Regions from separate parts of the Callithrix jacchus genome. Here region 1 is linked to region 2. Evidence: chromatin contacts called from public Hi-C data. All regions are on one chromosome and are shown on one strand. Each heading gives the region's core, a stretch centred on a gene start, on an enhancer-like site or on the middle of the called end of the contact. The rest is flanking DNA. Distances are from core to core; before and after follow the strand shown. Region 1 has its middle 220 kb from the start of DYRK2. Region 2 has its middle 82 kb from the start of DYRK2.

Region 1 (4,946 bases), core at 727-3,226, 300 kb before region 2:
TTCTCTCTCTGACACTAACAAGCCTATATGGGAATACCATCAGCTTCTGAGGCTTCATTAGAGCTGATCTCTAACCAGAAGATATAGGGTGGAACTAATGATATTGAGTCAACTATTCAAATGAAGAGATTTGCATGCATTTTCAAGTGCAGGACCTGGTATACCTGCTAGAATTTTAATAATTTAAGCTGTGGCCTTCAGCATTTTTATTACACATTGACTGACTACACTGGGTAGGTAATACACATTAATACATTCTATTGGATACTTCTGGGGAAGAGGTGAGAGTCTCAAGATGAATAGTGTTTATTTCTGCACCAACAACCACAGCTCTTCTCTTATTCTTTGTGACCCTTATTCAGCCCACATCACAGCAAATGAAATAACATCACACACTTGTGTTCTATGGACCCTCTCTTTTACAGAATCATTACATCACCAGGCCACCCAATGGCTACCCATTGGCTTGAGAGTGACAATTCATTAGGTTTTTTCTTTTTTTAAAGGAGTCTTGCTCTCTTGCCCAGGCTGGAGTGCAGTGGTGTGATCTCGGCTCTGCCTCCTGGGCTCAAGTGATTCTCCTGCCTTGGCCTCCCGAGTAGCTAGAACTACATGTGTGCACCACCATGCCCAGCTAATTTTTGTGTTTTTTTAGTAGAGACAGGTTTCATCATGTTGGCCACCCTGGTCTCCAACTCCTGACCTCAGGTGATCCACCCGCCTCAGCCTCCCAAAGTGCCAGGATTACAGGCATGAGCTGCTACACTCGATTGAGCTGATATTTTTATTATGGGTTTTTTTTTTTCCAGTTGAGAAGCCTGAGCCTCAGAGGAGGAAGTGACTCCTTTCATTTATGCTGCTGGCATCTGGTGAAGCTTGGTCTTGGCATTCAGGTATGCAGGTGGGTATGTGTGTGGCAGGGAGTAGAAGTCTCTTCTTAATGTTCTGCCGACTGCCTAGTGTTTTATGATGAGCCCAAGTCATTTGTCTTGTATCAGTTTTCCCTCCCTTGTTCTAATGCTTCTCTTTAGATAGAGCAAATTTATTCTTTTGTTCACCAGCTGGTCCTTTTACCTTTGAGGAGGTAAAAGAAGAAGGTTTCTAGCAGAGGGAGAGGGAGTATGAATGAAGGTCATGGGAGCATAGAGCAGGAAGAAATGGTCCCAGTGGAGTTGCCTACTGGCCACCTAGGATGACAGTCAGATTCATAGAATCTGTCTTCGGTGTAAAGTGAGGTTGTGCTGTGGGGAGAAATGAAATGGCAGTGAGGGTGATTAGCCTCCCAGAATACACCAGAGCTCTGCCCACGGTCACTGGTTAATTGGAGCTACACCTGGAGATTCGGGCTGGACACAAGATTGCTGTGATTGACGTATTTTTATTTCATCACAAGCTAGTTCATATCAAGAAAATGAACACACAAGCTAGATCACCATGGAGAGCAGGCAGTTTAGATGCATTTATTTGTTTTTTTCCCTTGCATTTTTAATGTTTTGCTTGATTTCTCTTCATTTGAAGTTGCTCCTCTGATGTTACAGAGATAACATTTGCCTGATGATCTCAGCCAGAAAGTGGTCACAGGAGTAGCATTCCACAGGACACTGAGCATTCGCTCTTGGGAGCACATTGCACAAGGGCAAAGGAAAGGGCAGCCAAGGCTGGGGCGAAACGCGGCGCCCTCAGCTTCGAGGAGGAAGCATGGGTAGAGCGCCCTCTTGTGGAACTCAGCTCAGTGTCTAATCTGCCTAGTAACAGGCGCTCTTTCGCAGCTCTTTATACCCACGGATATATTTTTTCCCCATGAATTTGTGTTTGAAGGTATTCTTAGAAAATTCTGAGTACAACTCTCGGCTGCTTTTCATATCCACCAAGAACTGACAATCTGAAGTCAATGTGCAATTTAAAAGGTGGCATTTTTTAAAAAGAGAGCCAGATTAACTGTAAATTACCTCCCAAATTGGCATGTTGGGTAATTATTTTCATATTTTTTGTGCAAAGCCTATCAAAATATGGGTTTTGCAATTACGTTAAAAAAAAAAAACTACGTCTTTCACCTGTGTAGATTTAAGCAAAGCCCAGGCAGTTTGGGGTTATTTTTAGTTCTGATTAATTATTCAGCCAAGATAATTCCAAGTTCAGCAGCTTATTTGGAAGAGACATGACCGCTGGGCTCTCAAGTCAGCCCCAGGTCAAAGCCAACATCTTCATAGAAAAACTGTGCTCTCCACACCTTTTGGGGCAAGGGTAGGGGGTTGCATTTTCTGTGACACTGGTGTCAGCTTTGCCAGCCTGGAGCCAGTGAGTGGAGGGAGAAACGCCGATTTCACAGCAGTGGAAAATAGGTCACTAATGACACGTGGCAATGAGCCAATAAACTGCGGCCAGGAGCTCGGAACGGTCTGCTGGTGGCAAGATCCACTTCCCTAGAACTCCAGAAAGAAAGCAATCTGCTTTAATTTGTTTAAAACAACCGTAGGGTTGCAGAACTCCGAGGCCAAGATTGTGATCTTACTCCCACTTGCCTTTATTCTCCTAAGCGTTCAAGTTTATTGTTTCGGTTTATCCCTTTTCCATTCTGATGCACTGAAATAACTCTGGAGCTCCTGCCTTTTTTTTTTTTTTTTAAATAGTCAAACTGATGTGATTCTTTTTTTTTTTTTTTCCTCAAGTGGCAGGGGGGAAAATGAAGACGACATAGTGTGGCTTTGTGTCCACACCCAAATCTCATCTTGAATTGTAATCCCTACCTGTGGAGGGAGGGTCCCGGTGGGAGGTGATTGGGGGCTATTGGGAGGATGATGAGGGCGGTTCCTCCACGCTGTTCTCGCGATAGTGAGGAGTGCTTACAAGGTCTGATGGTTTATCAGTGGCCGTTTCCTCTGCTGCTCTTTCTCCTGCAGCCATGCAAGACGTACTTTGTTTCCCCTTTGGGTTCTGCCACAACCGTAAGTTTCCAGAGGCCTCCCAGCCATGTGGAACTGGGGGTCAATTAAACCTTTTTTCTTCATCAATTATCTGGTCTCAGGTGTGTCTTCGTAGCAGTGTGAGAACAGATTGATAAAGGAGACAATGATATCATCCTTTCTGATTCCCTCTGTTGATGCTGATGTGGTTCTGGTCGGTTTAGTTCTTGTCATACTGATCTTCATAAAACCGTCTGTGGCTCACATCTGTAATCTCAGCAATTTGGGAGGCTGAGGTGGGTAGATCACAAGGTCAGTTCAAGACCAGCCTGGCCAACATGGTGAAAACCCATCTCTACTAAAAATACAAAAAAGTTAGCCTGGCATAGTGGCACATGCCTGTAATCCCAGCTACTCAGGTGGCTGATGTAGGAGAATCACTTGAACCTGGGAGGCAGAGGTTGCAGTGAGCCGAGATCACACCACTGCCCTCCAGCCTGGGGAATAAAATCAAAACTCTGTCTCATAAAACAAACGAACATCTCTGAGATTCTAGGCAGTGGTGTCACGTGTTGCCATTATGTGAGAAAATTACTTCATTTTGTGTAGTCGCTCTGGATCGATGTTTCCCATTAATCTGGGTAGTTTCCTAAAAGGAGAAGGAGGAGTTTTAGAGAAGAAGGCTGGGAATGGCTAATTGCCCTCCATATAAGCCTGGTGTGATTCAGAACAGAGCCTACACCAGAGACTTCCAAACCAAAGTGAGCCTCAGCATTCCTAGGAGGGCCTGTTAAAACCTAGATGGCTGGATTTTCTTTTCTTATTCTGATTCAGTAGGTTTGTATGAAGAGCCCAAAAATGTGCATTTCTAACAAGTTTCCAGGTGATGCTTGTGCTGTTGGTCTAGGTACCTGCCTAAACCTGAAGTGCTGGCTCAGGCAGGTCAGCAGTGGCCTTAGCACTGCCCCACGTAAGCAATTTTCCCATCCTATGGCTTCCTCTACACTGAAGACAAGTTTAAGGGTAGAGACCATGTCTCATTCATCTTTGAATTTCCAGACTCCAGCATAGTGCTTGACACAGATGTGTTCAATAGTTGTTGAATTAATTAATGACTGAACCCTATCATCTGATCTTCTCAGAATTTCTTACTTGAAGAGGGTAATCAGAGATGTTTTACTGAAGCTCTGGAATTACCTTAAATAGGATACTAGTTGCACTGAATGTAAATGATGAAATCACTGAAATTAATTATTATTATTTTTTTTTTTGGAGACAGAGTCTTGTTCCGTCGCCAGACACCAGGCTGGAGTGCAGTGGCGTGATCTCAGCTCACTGCAACCTCTGCCTCCCGGGTTCAAGCAATTCTCCTGCCTCAGCCTCCCGAGTAGCTGAGATTACAGGTGTGCACCACCATGCCCAGCTAATTTTTGTATTTTTAGTAGAGATGGGGTTTCACCATGTTGGCCAGGATGGTCTTGATTTGACCTCGTGATCCGCCCGCCTCGGCCTCCCAAAGTGCCGGGATTACAGGTGTGAGCCACCGTGCCCGGCTTGAAATTAATATTTTAAAACACAATGGAGTAAGGAGAAATAAGGCAATATGCTTTCCTAAGTGCTGCTCAGGTTGAACAAAAGGAGGCAGATTTTAGGAAGAAGCCGGGCAGAGGAAAGGTGGGCATACTAAAGCGAATGAGGTATTTTACCACCATTTCTAGTAAGAGACAGAAACCTTCTGCACGTAGTATATTAAGGAGGTGACCTGGCACCTTTCCCCTGGAGGGTCCCATGCACTGAATCTCAGGGCAGGGCAAGAAATGGCTCTTGTTTCAAGGGAGAGTTTTTGGCATGGTTTGTGACTTAAGGACTATGAAATATGTTGGCAACAAGTATGTAAAGCCTGGAGATCAGCCCTAGGGCTCCTCTGATCTGTGTGTTCATTCTTTTATTTGGATGGGAACAAAGGCAAGAATAGAGTTTGAGTCTGGTTTGGCTGGAAACTTCCATCCCACGTGACCCTATGGCTGCCTCAGCATGTGCCCT
Region 2 (5,114 bases), core at 1,891-4,390:
GATAAAATTTCAGATGTTCTCAAGATATCTTCAAAGTGGTCACAGTTCTGTTAATAAATTAATAATCAAAGGGCCAGATCACTGAGATTTTAGTTAAGAAGTTATTCTAAAAGTTCTGCTACTAAATCTGATATAATCATTTTTCAGAGAGAATACACATTCAATGGTATAGTGTTGAGCAGTGGAACTCATAACATTCATGTCTGGGTGCTAGGTTAGACCTAGAACATGCTGAAAAAGCTGTAGTTAGAATTGATAGGCATAATAGTGATTCCTATCATTAAAATAGAAAAAAATGACTAAAACACCTTTTGGCGATTAGAGAGGTCTTCTTTCCTTTACTGTATTCAGCTTCCATGATGAAATTTATATTACTGTTTTCATTTTTGTATCTTGTTCAGATTTTTACTCAAAATATTAGCCAGTCATGTATTTTCACTGTTTCTATATAATTAGGCCTAAAATCTAACCATTTTATTAAATGCAGATGAAGTACCAATATGTCTGCATGAAAGACTCCTAGGAGATAATGAGCAAGGGGAGATTTCTATTAGGAAGAAGGAAGAATTGGGTTAGTGAGCTGGATCTATATTGCTATTGCTAAGTTTAAAGGCTGCCTGGTTCTTTTTGCTTGTTAAAAGTCAATTAAGCAACAGGTTTTTATTGAGCATAAAATATTCTGGGCAAGGTAATGTACTACATATATTACAACATAGTGGGAAGGGTAACACCCTAATTTTAAGGATTTAAATCAGGAGATGAGAAATATGTACATAAAAATATTATTAAAAATATAAGGTAATTCAAGGCAGATGGAAAATAAAAAAAAGAATGTAAGGTAAATGTGAAATATAAGGATGAGCAGTAAGTGCTGAAATAATTCAGAGACTAAGAATTTGCTTCTGGGTAGAGTAATCTGGAGAGACTTCGTGGAGGAGGCAGGATCCAATATGTACTTGGAAGGATGGTGTGGTGGCCAAATTAGTTGCCTAACCAGCATCTATTCACTCATTTTTTCATATTTCAGAAACCCTCCCACATGCAGTACACCTGTCTCAAAGAAAGCAAACTCCCTTTTAAGCTCCAAGGGAAAATCCTAATTAGTCTAATGTCAAGCAATGATAGTAATTTTATCCTCTCTTCTCTCGCCTCCCTCATGATTCATTCAGGGAACTAGGCTTAAGCCAATCAGTAAATGGTAGTTCCTTAGCAATTGGCAATGATCTAGTAATAGGCACAGGAGTGCAGCACACTTGTCTCAGGAAAAGCAAACTCTGTCCAAGCTTGGGTCCAAGTAGTCTAAGAGGAAAGACGTTTATTTCGTAATTGGGCATCAGATTGCTACTCTCTCCCACAGGACATGAAAAGGACATCATCATTTGCCCCAGTTGCTTCTGGTGACCGTATTAAGAGCTTGCATGAAGGCAAAGCTGACACCTGCAGGAAGATTGAGGCTGGAGAACAGGGGAAATGCAGATCTGGAGCCCGTTCCTGTGGTGCCTGGAGTTTGATCTGCCTCTGGATCACCCATTGTGTGAAACAATACATTCTCTCAGTGCTCAAGCCAGTGAAAGAAAGGTTTTCTGTAACTTCCAGCCAAAATCATGCTGTCTTCAATAGTAGTGTGGACATAAGCTGGTTGTTCCCTTGGCATTTCTTTCCCTTTTTTCTTGACAACAGAGATTTTGGAGATTCCTCCCTTCTCCATCATTTTGCCATGTGGTTTGAACGGAAGAGATGTCCTTTCAGATCCAGGGGGCAGCTATTCTCTGGATGCAGTGATTGATTCAGACATGGGCACAGGAGAAATAAGGAAAAGTTGCTGAGGCTTCTGAAAGTACGCTTTTTCCTCTTTCCCACGGGAGCTGCCAGATACATGGTTCTCTGTTCTTCTGGATGACATGTGAGCAAGGGGGTCCTATGTTAGGTTCCTAGGGCTGCTGTAAGAAACCACCACAAACTGGGTGTCTGCAAACAACAGACATTTATTCTCTCACAGTTCTAGGGGCTGGAAGTCCAAAATCAAAGAGCTGACAGCGTGATGTGCCTTCTGAAAGCTTTAGGGAGGAACCCTTCCATCTTTCGAACTTGTGGTTGATGGCAATCCTTTGTGTTCCCTGGCTGTGGCTGCATCAGTCAAATATCCGCCACTGTCCTCACCTGGCCTTCTCCCTGTGTCTCTTTATCCACATTTCTCTCTTCCTATAAGGATACCAGTCATGGACTAGGACCCATCCTGATCCAACATGACCTCATCTTCATACAATTATACTGCCAAGACCCTATTTCCAAATAAGGTCACATTCACAGGTCCTGGGTGGAGAGGAATCTGGGGGGAACACTGTTCAGCTGAGCACAAGGTCTAGAACTGTTGCAGCCATTTTTGCTATTCCGAAGGAAGCCAGCCTGAGAATGAAATCAACACATGGAGCCAAGATAATCTGAGCAAACTACATCATGACCCTCTGAGTCAAACTGTGCCTGAATTGGGTTTCACTTTGGACCTTCAGTTTACTTGAGCTTAGGCATTTCTTTTTGTTTCACCTACTTTGTGGTGGGTTTTCTTTTGCTAGTTACACAAATATTTTAATGAATATAAGTGGACATAAATTTGGTGAAAGGAGGAAAAACTCTTGCTGAATAATAGAAAATGACATGAGAAAAAAGGATAAAAGGAGCATCGGAGAAAAGGTTTGGCTAGAGGAGTGCATTCAGCCGCAGAGCAGGGGACACGAAGGTGGGCAGGTTAGCTAGTGTAAGGTTTTTGGAGGTCTGTAAATGTCAAGTTAAATAATTTGACCTTTTTCTATAAAGCAGATGGTGTCTATAAGGCAATTTTTGAACAAGGAAGTTGAGTCAATTAATGTGTCACTGAAGTGCAGGCTATTTTGGAAGAGGACAGATTAGGAGAAGTATTAATTGCAAGAGGCTGGCATCAGATCAGAACGGGTCGCTCTGATATTTCCCAGTTCAATCAAGCATCCGGCCATAGCTCCTCATTTCTGAACTAGGATTTGGTCCATACCTATTTCTCTGAACTCACTCCATCCCACTTTCCCACCCTGACCTTCTTCCTGTCCCCAGAATAGGCCACAGTCATTCTGCATTTGGGCTTTTGCACTGGCTGTGGCCCCTGCCTGAAATGCTTTTTCTTCTTGATCTTTGTATGTCTGGCTCCTTCTTGTCATTCAGTTCTCAGGTCAGCTGTTAACCTCATCAGAGAGGACTTTCCTGACCGGTCAGTCTAGGGTAGCCACCTGTCCCTCTCTGTCATACTGCCCTACTTTGATTCTCTGCAGCATTAGCACCATCTGCTATTTTATGGTTTATTTATTTATTTATGTATGTATGTATGTATAAGTTCTTCCTCTCCTGCAACTACAAAGTAACCTTCAGAAGAGTAAGGAGCCTGGTTGCCTTTTCATTGCTGTATCCTCAGAACCTAGTAGGAGCTCAATAATTACATCTCATGTAAATGATTAAGAAATACATCTAGCTATGAAGTTTCAAAACTGCTGAAATATTGAATAAGTAAGCAAATTTTAGAAGAATAGCAAAATTAAATGATTTTGCCAACTGAGAATGAAAATATTTTACACATAAATTTTACTCAAAAAGCAGGCATGCATGGAAGAACTAAAGTATGTAAGTATTGTTTTCAATGGTCCAAAGAAACAAGGGTAATTTTCACAACAATACTCTTGTCTCTTAAGGCTATTTCCACCAGAAATGCCTTGGACATAAAGAAAAGCCCTAAATGTGGCACATATACACCATGGAATACTACACAGTCATAAAAAAGAATGAGTTCATGTCTTTTGCAGGGACATGGATGAATGTGGAAACCATCATTCTCAGCAAACTGACACAAGAACGGAAAACCAAACACTGCATGTTCTCACTCATAAGTGGGTGTTGAACAATGAGAACACATGGACACAGGGAGGGGACATCACACAGTGGAGTCTGTTGGGGAATGGGGGGCTAGTGGAAAGATAGCAGAGGGTGGGGAGATTGGGGAGGGATAACATTAGGAGAAATACCTAATGTAGGTGTCAGGGGGATGGAGGCAGCAAACCACCATGGCATGTGTATACCTATGTAACAATCCTGCAAGATGGGCACATGTATCCCAGAACTTGAAGTAAAATTTTAAAAAGAAAAGAAAAAAGCCCTGGGGAGCTTTGAGGGAATGTATTTAAGCCTTTCTTTTTCCAGTTTTCCTCAGTGAGTTTCATTTCAAGACCAGTGTTCTGTCTTGAAATGAAACTCTAGGTTTCTAGAGCAATCTACATCTCTGAAATGATTTGGAATGAGACACATTCTCTCTTTTATTGTATCTACAATGGAACCGTCTCCTCCTTCCAATTTCTTCTCTAGTAAGTAAAATCTTATGTGTTATTTGCCTCCACAAAAGGGATTTTGACCTTAGCATGAAGCCATCCTACTATTAATCATTATCTTCTTTTCCTTGAAATACGCCATGGGGCATTTACCAGTCCATTATGAAAAATCTTTGTCACGTAGAATGAAGCCCAAACAAGCCTTAGCAAAGTAATAAAGGGGAGCATTCTGTGATGCAGAGACTTTCTAAGCCTGCCTTTCTTTATTAGTCTCCCGGGCTGCAATTATTTATAATATAGCAGTGTGACTTTTTCTGAGATTATAATGAATGAGCTCGTGTATATTACTGATTTGTCTCTTTGGACTGAATTGGCTGGTAAATTATTTGAAGTTGCTTATCCAGACTATGTGAAAAAATATCAGAGTGTAGAGTTGAAGGAATGGGCCATCCCGGGTGAAATGGCTACTAAATTCAAATGATAAATATAATAACAGCTCAAAAGAGATACACATCATACACATCTGAATTCACTGCCAATCAAGTTTGGGAATGAAACTGTAAAGATTTCATGATTTTGGTTTGCTAAAATTTTTATAGTCAATGCTATTTGAAATTACTGGTATGTTGTCTGGAATTTGGAAATCTTTAAGTTACGCAGAAGTTTTTGTTTTTCTCCCTCCCTGCCTCCCTCCCTCCCTGCCTCCCTCCCTCCATCCCTTCCTCCTCCTCCTTAACAGTTTCATTACTTATAATGGCATTTAATCAGGGA

What was found. Hi-C and Micro-C count contacts between places; a contact is called where the count stands out from the background.
Region 1: a contact with region 2 is called in a Hi-C map of skeletal muscle, with 5 times the contacts expected there. The contact joins two enhancer-like sites. A contact is called at or near these places in 2 of 3 Hi-C or Micro-C datasets (both in skeletal muscle).

What each region holds. Positions count from the first base shown.
Region 1 is chr9:51,699,176-51,704,121 of calJac240_pri, reverse strand. No RefSeq gene overlaps it. Among named protein-coding and RNA genes, the nearest start is that of DYRK2, 220 kb to the right of the region's middle. Within about 2 kb of position 1,976, at least 6 of the 16 cell types and tissues checked have an H3K27ac peak or open chromatin away from gene starts, as enhancers often do. A contact at or near this core is called in skeletal muscle, where this site is marked.
Region 2 is chr9:51,398,532-51,403,645 of calJac240_pri, reverse strand. No RefSeq gene overlaps it. Among named protein-coding and RNA genes, the nearest start is that of DYRK2, 82 kb to the left of the region's middle. Within about 2 kb of position 3,140, at least 1 of the 16 cell types and tissues checked has an H3K27ac peak or open chromatin away from gene starts, as enhancers often do. A contact at or near this core is called in skeletal muscle, where this site is marked.